Linked DNA regions of Astyanax mexicanus: region 1 is linked to region 2. A link is a contact called in public Hi-C data. All regions are on one chromosome and are shown on one strand. Each heading gives the region's core, a stretch centred on a gene start, on an enhancer-like site or on the middle of the called end of the contact. The rest is flanking DNA. Distances are from core to core; before and after follow the strand shown. Region 1 holds the start of egr1 (early growth response 1). Region 2 has its middle 43 kb from the start of egr1.

Region 1 (5,596 bases), core at 2,520-5,019, 42 kb after region 2:
GATGATATTTACAAAATAAGAGAAAGTAACATCACTCTTACACATGCGTCAGAATACTTAAGTGCTTTTATCCAAACAAAGTCAAAAAACTTATCACAGCATTTTCACTACGTACTACAGAATGTATAAAATATGGCCCTGCTCAATTTAGAATAATACAATGCAAATATTCAAATCAATTTTCACAACAATGGTACTAAAAAGTAAAAACAAAAAAACTCAAACATGGCACATGTACAATATACATATACTATAGCTTATGTATATTACTCAAATGTCTTTTTGTAAATGTACTCCTGCCTAGTGAGGGCGTTTGAGCTTGAAACCTGCAGGCATTAGATTACAACATACAGTCCTTTCTGCTCGTTGCTTGTACGGCTATACGTGTACAGTCAGAGGAAAACAAAGAAACTTGCCAAAGCCTGTTGCTTCTTTTTTGTCCTTCTTAAAGTCTTGAATGCCTCGTTTAAACGGAAGGGATTTTGCGGCGAGAGAGCGAGACCAAAGAAAACATCCCTTTTTTGTCTGCAAACGTCTTTGCTGAGTGCTTGACCGTTTGCGTAACTGAACCTCGCAAAGAGTGCAGAGAGAAAAGTGCTTTTTTTGCAGAGAGGGGGATTGACAAGTCCATGACGCTTTCTGTCCCTCTCAGACAGGAGCTGAAGTTGATGGAGGAGTGGGGGCTTCTCCGAGGTTTGAGGACTGGGGCAGAGTCTCAGCAGATGTCTGCTGTCCGTGGGGAGAGCGTGGCTGCCTGAATGTCGGTCATTGGGGTGGTGACGGGTGAGCTGTAGATGTTGCTGGCCACAGAGGAGGGGTAGGAGGTGGCCACTTGCGTCTGGAAGGTGCTGGAGACTGAGGGGTATGTGGTGGCGATGGAGGGGGAAGGGTAGGAGGTGTGGACTGGGGAGGAGTAGCATGAGGCCACTGGGGAGGGGAAGGAGGAGACCGGAGAAGGGTAGGAAGCGATGGGAGAAGGGTAGCTGGATGCAGGTGAGGGGACTGAGATGGAAACTGAGGTGATTGAGGTGTTCTGGGCCACTGCAGCAGCGGCAGCAGCCGTCTTCTCTGCCTTCTTGTCTTTCTGCCGCAGGTGAATCTTGGTGTGGCGCTTGCGCTCGTCACTGCGGGCGAACTTGCGGCCGCAGATCTCACAGGCGAATGGCTTCTCGCCTGTGTGTGTGCGAATGTGCGTTGTCAGGTGGTCACTGCGACTGAAGTTGCGCATGCAGATGCGGCACTGGAAGGGCTTCTGGCCTGTGTGGATGCGAATGTGGCGTGTCAGCTCATCAGAGCGAGAGAAGCGCCGGTCGCACGTCTCCACTGGGCAGGCGTAGGGCCGCTCGTGAGGGGGTGTCTTGCTTGGCCTGTTGGGATACTTGCGGACGCGGCCAGGCTTGATCAGCTGCGATGGGTAGACACCCTTCAGGTCCTGTGAGCCAGTCTGTGTGGCAAAGGCTTTGATGGTGGACAGTGGCGTGAGGGATGGCTGCTGACCTGCCTGTGTCTGGAAGGGTTTCTGGTCAGGTGGCACCAGGCTGATTTCACCTTGCTGCTGGGGGAACAGGTAGTCAGGAATCATGGGCACAGGAAAGCTGGTGCTGCAGGCCTTGCCACCAGGGTAGGCTGGGGGTGGGTATGGCAAGGAGCTGCTGGTCACTGCCGAGGGGAAGCCAGAGCCTGGCTCAGGGAAGATGTCAGGGCTGGCACTTGAGTAGGTGGGAGCGGCTGAGTAGATGGGGTTGGGCTCACTGTGATGGACAGAGCAGCTCAGCGCAGATGCTGTCGAGGATGAGGAAGAAGATGAGGCAGAGGAGGACGAGGAAGAGGGGGTGGAAGACGAAGTGGCCGAAGAAGGAGTGGCCAGGGAAGCCGAAGAGGAGGGAATTGAGGCAGGGGGTGGGTTGATGCCCACCAAGCCGCTGACCAGGCTGAAGAGAGGCTCCGCCCATAGGCTGTTGCTGCAGTTGGTGGCAGGTTCGAGGGTGAAGCGCCCTGTGTAGGAGATGGGGGGCAGCCTCTGGGTGGGGTAACCCTGCTCAGGCAGCTTCTCGCAGTTGATGGCAATTTCAGAAATAGTGTCTGCAACAAAAAAACAACAAGAAGGCAGAGTTTAGCAGCATGTTCCAGTTGGATGGATGTTTGTCAGCTGCCCTGAGTCACATTAAGGCACATTAAAGGTCCCTGAGGTGTTTGAGATGAGGGAGCCTGCTGGCAGCAAAGCTTGTGTTTCCCCATTTTCCCAGACAAAGCAGCAGGTGTTGATGGAGAAGCGGGAGAATCCCCCTTAACCACCACCCCCCCCAAACACACTCTACACACACACTCTCGCACACACACACATGCTGCTGATCTTCCTCTAACATACGCACGTTTGCTGATCTCCCTCAGAGACAAGCGTTCAAGCCAGCGCAAGCTAAGCCATTTGCATTCCTGCTCTCCTCAACTCTCTCCACTCTCACAGGTCTTAATTTCCATTACATGACTAATAGATACATGACAGCTGATCATTCAATCTGCAATTTAGCTGACTTGAAAATGCTATTTATATTAAGTGTGCCTGCACATTTTAGATGACTGCTGTCAATGCACATTTGATGCTTTAATGCATACCTTTTAAGACTGTTGTGATTCTGAGACATTCTTTACCAATTTAGAATTAAGAATGAATACACATTGTTATTTTAAAGTACTCAATCAGTCAGATCATATACAAATACTGTTATTAGAATATATAGGTGCATTAAATGCATGCTTGAATTAATGATGCACTCATTGATTTCTTTTTTTTTTTACAGTCAAGTCAATCAATTATAAGTTCCAAGCACCCAAGCAATTAAGCCACAATTTTCTTCACTTTAAAGCCATGCACCCTGGTTGCATTTAAACAAATCTGCACAAATACAAAAACACTTTCAGCAAGAACACATCATCAAGTAAGTTCCAGCCCTTACCTCCAGTCAGGTGGTCGTACTGCTCCCCCGCTTCCCCGCTGAAGCATGTGCCCTCAGGCACGGAGGCGTTGAGGAAGGGGGTCCCCGCCGAGTTGAGCATGATCATCTCCTCCAGCTTAGGGTAGCTATCCATGGGCGAGTGGGGGAAGCTCAGGGGGTCCGAGATCTGCAGGGCAGGCAGGAGCTCTGTCTTGGCTGCAGCCATCTCTGTGGAGTCTGTGTGCAGAGTCTGAGTGCAGAACAGTGAACGAGTGCAGAGAGGTGGAGAGAGAGAGAGATCCCCAGCAAGCCCCTGTGGGATGAGAACGAACGAAAAGGAAGATGCTGTGATCGCCTCTTCTTTTTCTTGTTGTTGTTCTTCTTCTCCTCCTCCTATCTCTCCTCACTGTCTCTTCTAGAGCTTGCAGGCTCCAGGAAGGCTCGTCTCGGTCCAGAAAAGTATGAACATCCACTTCTCTTCTTTTCTCAGAACCAATGACTGAGAATAAATCAAGGTGTGCCGGTGCTGACCATTCCCTAAGAGTCGCGGTAGCCGGAGTTGTCAATAGTTCAGAGTTGAATTTTTTGACTGTGGACCCTGTTAGTATTTGTTGCTTGTTTTGGTCCAGTCAAGTTCTTATCAGCCTTTTTTTTCAAGGTGATTACTTGTTGTTTTTGAGTTGAGTTCACTTGAGTTGAGTTCGGTTTGTATGTGTGTGTAGGTGTGTGTGTGTGTATGCTATATCGCAGTGGGTTGCCTACTGCCTAATGTATATTATCTGCTGTCTAGCCTTGATGTTGAGTCGCTTGGGTTCTCTGCTCTTGCTCTGCTCAGAGGTTCCCAGTCCTTTATATATACCCTCTTGTCTGTGACGTAGATGTCCATATATGGACTGGAGGAAGGACCATATTTAGGCACTGCAGTGGAAGACACATGACGTTTGCCTGGAGGGGAGGGGAAGAGGAGAGGAGGGGAGGAGGAGAGGAGAGGAGGAGGGGGGGGGGGTAAAAGAAAGCAAACTGAGTGAGCTTTAGCCTTAAAGTCTGTGCAATAAACGGAGAGGAGAAGCCCGAGCGTCCTCCACCTCCTCCTCCAGTGCAGATCGATGGTGCTGAGAGAAGTTCTTGTTCTTTTATTTATTTATGTGGTTTTATTTTCTCTCAGACCCCCCCCCCCCCCCCCCCCCCCCCCCCTCTCGCTCTCAGCCCCGGCTCGGCAGCGCGCGCTCGGGTTTCCCGTCCCCGCTGTAGCAGCAGAGCAGAGCCCGGCCGGAAGCCCCCTCGCTCCGCCACGCCATATAAGGTCATGACTAAGTAAGGAGAGCATCCGGTGGGTTTCCACTTCCCTGCCCTTATTTGGAGCTTCCTGGCGGGTTTGGGGCGCAAACTGAAGTCCGGCGATCAACACAATCACCCGAATGTCAGCAGAGCAGCGCGACCGAGCCCCGAACTGCAGATTTATGAGGCAACTTTTCTCTCTTTTCTCTTCTCGCAGTTCATTTCTCCCTCCTTTATTCTTTCTACCTCGTAGTCTGCACTTTCACTTTACACACACACACAGGCACTCTCTCTCTCTCTCTCTCTCTCTATCTCTCTCTCTCTCTCTCTCTCTCTCTCTCTCTTTCAAACATACACACACACACTTCCAGCGACTTCGCGCCCTCCAGCCCTGCCGCTCTGCTCGCTCGAGCGGTAGGACCGGGACCCTCTCGCGCGCTGCGGTCTCCCCCGCGTTCGCTGTTTTCAGCGGATTCGCGCGCTTTTTATTGATCTATTTACTATTTTTCAAACGTTGTGCCTCTTTTTTTAGCTAGATTGCGCTTAAACGACCGCATAGAGGCATTTAAAGTAGGGTTTAGATAAAGTGTGTGTTTGTTTGTGTGTGTGGGAGAACTGGGCTGCAGCGGGGACAGCTCGCGCTGTTGCTGCTGCTGTTTGTGTGGAAGTCCACAGTGCACAGTGCTGATTGAACACTGCCCTCCTCCTCCCTCATAACTCCGCTTCTCCAGCGCTCTCTCTCTCTCTCTCTCTCTCTCTCGGGCTCTCACTTTTTATATAATCTCTAATCCCAGATCTGATTACTGAAGAGATGCTCACCCGCGGCAGCTTCACTCTGCAGGAATCAGAACAGAGGGCTGTGCTGGGATCTGTCAGATATATCAGACTTTAACACATATATAGTATAGTGATGTCTGACTGTATATCTGTCTGTCTGTCTGTCTACCCCATACGTTTGTGGACATCCCTGCTACTGAATGCATTCAGCTACTTGCAATCACACTCACTGCTGACAAAAATAACAATAATTTAAATTTAATAATGTCATATTTTATGTTCATTACAAGTCAAGTTACTTATTTCAAACCTCTTTTGTTTTACTGATCAGAATATATAGCTCACTCAATCCAAAAATATAAATTATTATCCAAATTCCAGAATTAGAAATTATTCTAATATTTAATTAGTAAGTAATTAATGCATTTTATAGCTTGCTTTGAACATGAGCACTAACAGTTATTCTCAGTATTAGTGTATATTACTGATGAAAGACCCATTGAAGGCATGTGACGTGTCTAGGGGTGCCACAGTGATTATAGCTCTAAAGGTGCCAAAGAATGCATTTAATGAGTAGTTTAATTTGGTCTTAGTCATGTAAATACAAG
Region 2 (5,945 bases), core at 2,044-4,543:
GTTTCTTACAGTGGTAGAGTGACGATTTCTTAGCCCAAACTCTTAAAAATAAATGTGCTTTCGAGCTATGCTATAGATTAGAAGAACCATGTTTGTAATAGAATGTTCTTAAGCTCTCTAATCCGCTAAAGAGCTAAAGAGTTTGTAAGCTTCTCTTACAAACCTTCTGTATGGGAAACAAAATAGGTTCTTTTATGATATTGCTTAAAGCCATTAAAATATATATATATATATATATATATTTGAAGTACCTTTAAAGAACCATTAAGGATTATATTTTCTATAGTAACTCTTAACATTATCAGAATGTACTATATGATCAAGTTGGAAATATGCTGGGTTCAAGCACTTGCAGCTCTTGTCTGCAGAGCTTCAGGCAGTATTTTGTTTTCTGAACTGTGTAGTATGTCATGTAGTATGTGGTCTCTAAATCTGCCCACCGCCATTTCCCTCAGTCCCATTTCCACACCCAGGGTTGTCAGGTATAGACAACAGCATACTGAACAGGTAATCACTGAGCTTCAGTAAGATTGCTAACCATAGATGGGTAGTTTACCACAACTACTAGCAAAGTTAAAATGGACATTTTGGACATTAAATCGTATATATATATTCACTGATTAGCCACAGAGAAAGATTCATTGTCACATAGTCAAGTGTTGTGTACCAAATAGAGATTCCAAATTAATTTATACTGTAAAACCTAAAATCTTAATAGATGGCTATCTTCCTTTGTCTTTTCCATCAGTCTTTTTTTTTTTTTTTTTTTTACATTTTTGTTAATAACTTTATTGATTAAATTATAATTATTTAATTACATGATTACATGACTAAACTGACTTTCTATATTATTTTATTGGATATGTTAAAAATATAGTTTCACTTTCTATTTATGTGTTGTAAGTGCTTATTAAGATGTTTAAAATAGTAATATTAGACTCTGATTAAGATTTAACTTTATTTATAACCATTTATAATTTCAGTTATAAACTATTCATAAACCCTTTATAAAGGAGCCTTATTTTAAAGTGTTGAGGTAAATGTGCTTATAAATATTGAATGTGTGTTCAAGTTGAATGTTTTATAGCTAAAACTGGTAAGATCAGATCACCTTAAAACTTTGAGTTCAGTTCAGTTAAAGAGTTAATTTAACTCAGTTTACTTACCAAACATTCACAAGAAAGTAAATAATGAATGTAAGGCCTGAAGATTAAGTCTATAATTAATTAAACAGCAAATAATTCCTGAAATTAGATTTGCACATAGTTTGACAAGCTTTAAGTTTGCGCTTCTCACTTTTTTCCATTCTATTCTAATCTAAAAATGATGAATATTTGTCAGAAACGTAAAGGGTATTATTTTTTCTTTAACCAGAACATGTCCAACTAAAACATTCCCTGAATTTCTGACCATAAAACATCCCGTCTTCCACTTCCTAAAGCTAATGTGGCTTCCAGCGCAGTGTGGTGTGAGAATTCTGGCTCAGATGGTTTCACAGGCGAAGGAAAGGGAATGCAGGGGGTGTGTCACTCTACACTCACAGGAGCAGTGTGGTGTATCCAGGCATTCTGAGATACGCCTTAGCCTACAACTGACAGCAGCAACACACACACACACACACATACACACACACACACACATGCTCACACACACACACAAACATACAAATGTTTATACTCATATGTAATAACAATATGTCCCATATATATTATATACATACTATGTTCAACCCTATATGTAACCCGTAATAATACATCCCACCCACATACCTTAGAACAGATTCTCTTTAATGCAGGGGTTTAAGTTTTTTATTTATTATTTTTGTTTGTTTGTTTGTTTTGTGTTTTTATTATTTCATACATTTTACTTATATATTAATTCTATTGAATACTATGCATTACTATTATTATTTGAATAATTGTTATATTATTACTGTTGGCACTAATATTTGTAATACTTGTATGTATATGTATGTGTATATATATATATATGTGTATATGCATGTGTGTGTACATATGAGCTAATTCATATTAATATCTGTCACACTCGGCTTAGTTCAGGTGGGTTAAAAGAAAAGATTTAGACCTTTTATTTCTTGGAAAAAAAAATCAATAAGCAAATGATTAAAAGAAAAAGAGTGTATATGTATATATATATATATATATAAATAAAAGAGTGTACATATATGTAATAGCATATAGACATTTATATGGCAGCTTTATATGGCTGCTTGCTAATGCTGCATTGATCAAAAGCTGGTGACTGAATTCACATGTACCAGAGGAGGCCTGAGCTTGTTCTCACCCTCCTAGTGTCTGCATGAGCATTGACGTGCTAATAAGTGAGCAAATCTAAGCTAATTATGGAGAACAATGGGTGAAAATATAAAAAAAATACACAAACAAATAGTTAAAATATGTATAAAGTGTACAATGGCAAAAATAGAGAGTGAGAATATGTAAGTATTAGATGGCGTCTAGTCGTGGACTACTATTATTTTTTTCAGTGGAAATATCGTCATTCAGAATCACGCATAATAATCCTAGTCCAGGCTTAATCCCTCTCTGTGGATCAGTCTCTCTTGTATGTAATAAGACTTTTAAGATCCTCGCTGTAAAACTGGCCTCAATGTTTTTTTGGCTGCTCTGTTTAAATCAAATGAATTAATGTACTAATTTTGAACTAATTAACTAATTTTCTCTAATGTACATTTTTAGACACAAGATCTGCTTTTCTTTGGTTTTTCAGAGACCAAAAGATTTTTAAGTTCTGCCCTTAAAATGTTCAAAAACACGTACTCTCTTTCACACACACATGACTGCCATTCCCTTACACAGCAGCAATCTGTAATCAGAAACCTCTGGCCTGCTTTACACACACACACATACACACACACACGTATTCACACGCTCACACACACATACACACACACACACACAGAAAGAAAAAAAGCAACAGCCAGTGAGAGAAAGGATTTTACCCAGCCAGTTTGCCAGGGCAGGCAGCCAACACCAAGAGCAGGAGAGAGAGAGAGAAAGAGGGAGAGAGGGAGGGAGAGAAAGCCAGAGTGGGCAGGAAAGTCCATACATAGCTGACAGGAAGGAGTGTGCCGGGGCAGGAAGTGCCTTGTATGGGCCGAGAGGTTTCCTGGCAGGCCCAGAGAGAAGACATTTCCTCCCCGAGCCCAGATCACATGACACACAGCGGGACTGCCGACAGACTGCAGGACGTGTGTGTGTGTGTGTGTGTGTGTGTGTGGGTTTGAATCCAAAGCCACTCCCTGCTCCCCTGCACTCCAGCCCTACTGCTCTGCTCTGGCTCGCAGTGACTCGGCTAAACCCAGCTTATCCCTTTACATCAGCCGGAGTCTGATTTAAAAAAAAAATACTTCCTTCCACTCCATTTTTTCAGTGTTTATTTTATATAAACACACATATAAAAAGGCTGTCAGTTTAAAAATTGTGTAAAAAAATGTTTACTTTTTTTAACCCAAAAGAGCCCACAGTGACCTATAGTTAGGCCCATAAGTATTTGGACATTGACACAATATTTACACTTTGAGCTCTGCATGCCATCAAAATGGATTTAAAATAAAACGCTGATGTTATGTTATTGAAGTGTAGACTTTATTAGGTTTTACTCAATATTTAAAAATATGAACAAAAACATGCAATGTTTATAAATTTTTATAAATTACAACCATTTTTCTACAAAGCTTCTTCATATCAGGAGCTCAAAAGTCAGTGGACTAATACACTTTAGCATAAATAAAATATTAATATTTAATACTTTGTTAAAAATCCATGAAGTCTGGAACCCATGGACATCACCAAACACTGGGTTTCCCCCTTTATGATGCTTTTTTTGCTTTTAGTTTTGTCTTAAGTTTGTCTGAAATTTAGCTCCATCAGGTTCAAATCTGGTGGTTAAATCTGCCACTGCAGAATATTCCACTTCTGTGCTTTAAAAATCAACTGGATCACTTTTACAATACAATGTCACATCATTAATATACAATAGTGACCCAGTGCCACTGGACTCATGCACGCCTACGCAACCACCACCATGTTTCACAGAGAATGTGGCGAACATTGTGTTGAGCTTTTCCAAACCTTCTTCATACTTTCTTCTTCCCATCATTCTGGTACAGGTTAATCTTAGTTTCATATGTCCAAAGTACATTGTTCCAGAACAGGGCTGGATCCTTTAGATGTTTTTTGGTCTGATTTGAAGTCTAATTTGGCCTTTCTGTTAATGATTTGCACTTTGTGGTGAACCCACTGTATTTACGGTAGACTGAGACACTGATATACCTACTTCCTGGAGAGTGTTCTTCACTTGGGTGGGTGTTGTGAAGGGCTTTTTCTTTATCATGGAAAGGATTCTGTTGTCTTCTGTGGATATCCAGGATTGTTTGAGTTCCCCATTTCACCACTGCACTCTTTTTTACCAGAATGTACAAAAATGTTGATTTGGCCACTCCTAACATTTCCACTATCTCTCTAATAGATTTTTTTTTCAGCCAATGATGGTTTGTTTCACTTCCATTGAAAGCTTCTTTAACCACATGTTCCATCTTCCAAATGCAAATGCCACACCTGGAATCATCTCCAGGCCTTTTAGCTGCTTAACTGATAATGGATTAATAAGGAAATAGCTCATGCAGCCTATAAAATAGCTTTTGAGTTCATTTATCCAATTCTGAAATGAGGAGGCTTTGTAGAAAAATAGTTATAATTCTTAGACACTTTATAGGATATTTTTGTTCAAACCCTTTAATTAAACCTGATAGTCCACACTTCAGTTACATTATATTTATTTCATTTTAAATCCAGTGTGGTAGCATGAAGAGTCCAAATCATGAATAGTGTCCATCACTGTCCAAATACTTATGGGCCTAACTGTATGTATTTGCTTTGTTTGTGTAAAGTTTGCTTCTTTAGCTAGTTTTGCACTGGAGCTACAAGGCTAATGTACAGTTGCTGACAAGCGAGGGATGTTAGTACAGTACTTTAACTAGTAGATTCCATTTTATGAGGTAGTTTAAAGTAGTAAAGTGCTTTTTTAATGTAATAGACTGCTGTTAATGTGGTAAATTGCTATTTAGTGTAATTAATTATTTTTTTTTTTACATTAAATCCAATTAACTAAAATAAGTAACTTTTTATGTTTTATGTTTTTTATGTCTATTGGATTGGAAGCCATCACAAGCCATCCCTAAAACACCAAAATAAACATAAAAAAAGTCTTCCATATCACATACAATTAGTAAAAATGGACTATTTTAATTTAAGCCTTTTTGGCTCTAGTGCTGTTTTCTTTTTCCAGTGCAGTGGGCGGGGCTAGGCAATTGTTTCATTGGCTTATAAACTTTTTCATAGGCTTATTTATAGTCTATTCTGATTAACAACAGGTTCTACATAGTGTAATGTGCAAAAAAATAAAAATAAACATCTGAAAATACATGGTGTCCATGGTAAATGACCCAGGGTCTAAAAGGGTTAATACTGAAAATATTTAAAACATTGATATTATATTTATCATGTTATCACACGGTGGAAATTTAAAACTATAACATTCGATACTCTAGATTTGGTGAAATTGTAATAGTTTATATAATTTTCCATGATAGGGGCCTGTTATGTAATCTTTAATAGACTTTATGTGAGCTACTGTTATCTACACAAATAGATAGATAGATTCCGGCTGGTTTTCTGTGCTACATACTGTATGTACTTTTGTCAGCTTTGTACTTTAAGTTGTAATTTAAAGAGAAGAAGTTTTTTTTTCTCAAACAGCAGGAATGTGTTAACGCAGGAGACTGACTATTCTCTTCTTGTTTTACAGGATTTCTGCACAAGCTTCTACTGCCTTATCAGCTCCTGCATGACCTTTTGGACTGCACCGTGTACAACGCAGTCAATGCCCTGGCCTTCTGTATACGT

The links. A called contact is a pair of places that touch in the nucleus more often than the background predicts.
Region 1: a Hi-C map of muscle shows a contact between it and region 2, with 7 times the contacts expected there. The contact joins the promoter of egr1 here to the enhancer-like site in region 2. A contact is called at or near these places in 2 of 3 Hi-C or Micro-C datasets (both in muscle).

The regions. Positions count from the first base shown.
Region 1 is chr10:22,524,818-22,530,413 of AstMex3_surface, forward strand. egr1 (early growth response 1) reads right to left here and starts at 3,770. Exons shown (of 2, transcript XM_015601221.3): 1 at 2,955-3,770; 2 at 1-2,082. The coding sequence starts at 3,159. The coding sequence ends at 716.
Region 2 is chr10:22,483,023-22,488,967 of AstMex3_surface, forward strand. No RefSeq gene overlaps it. Among protein-coding and RNA genes, the nearest start is that of egr1, 43 kb to the right of the region's middle. Within about 2 kb of position 3,294, the one cell type or tissue checked has an H3K27ac peak away from gene starts, as active enhancers do.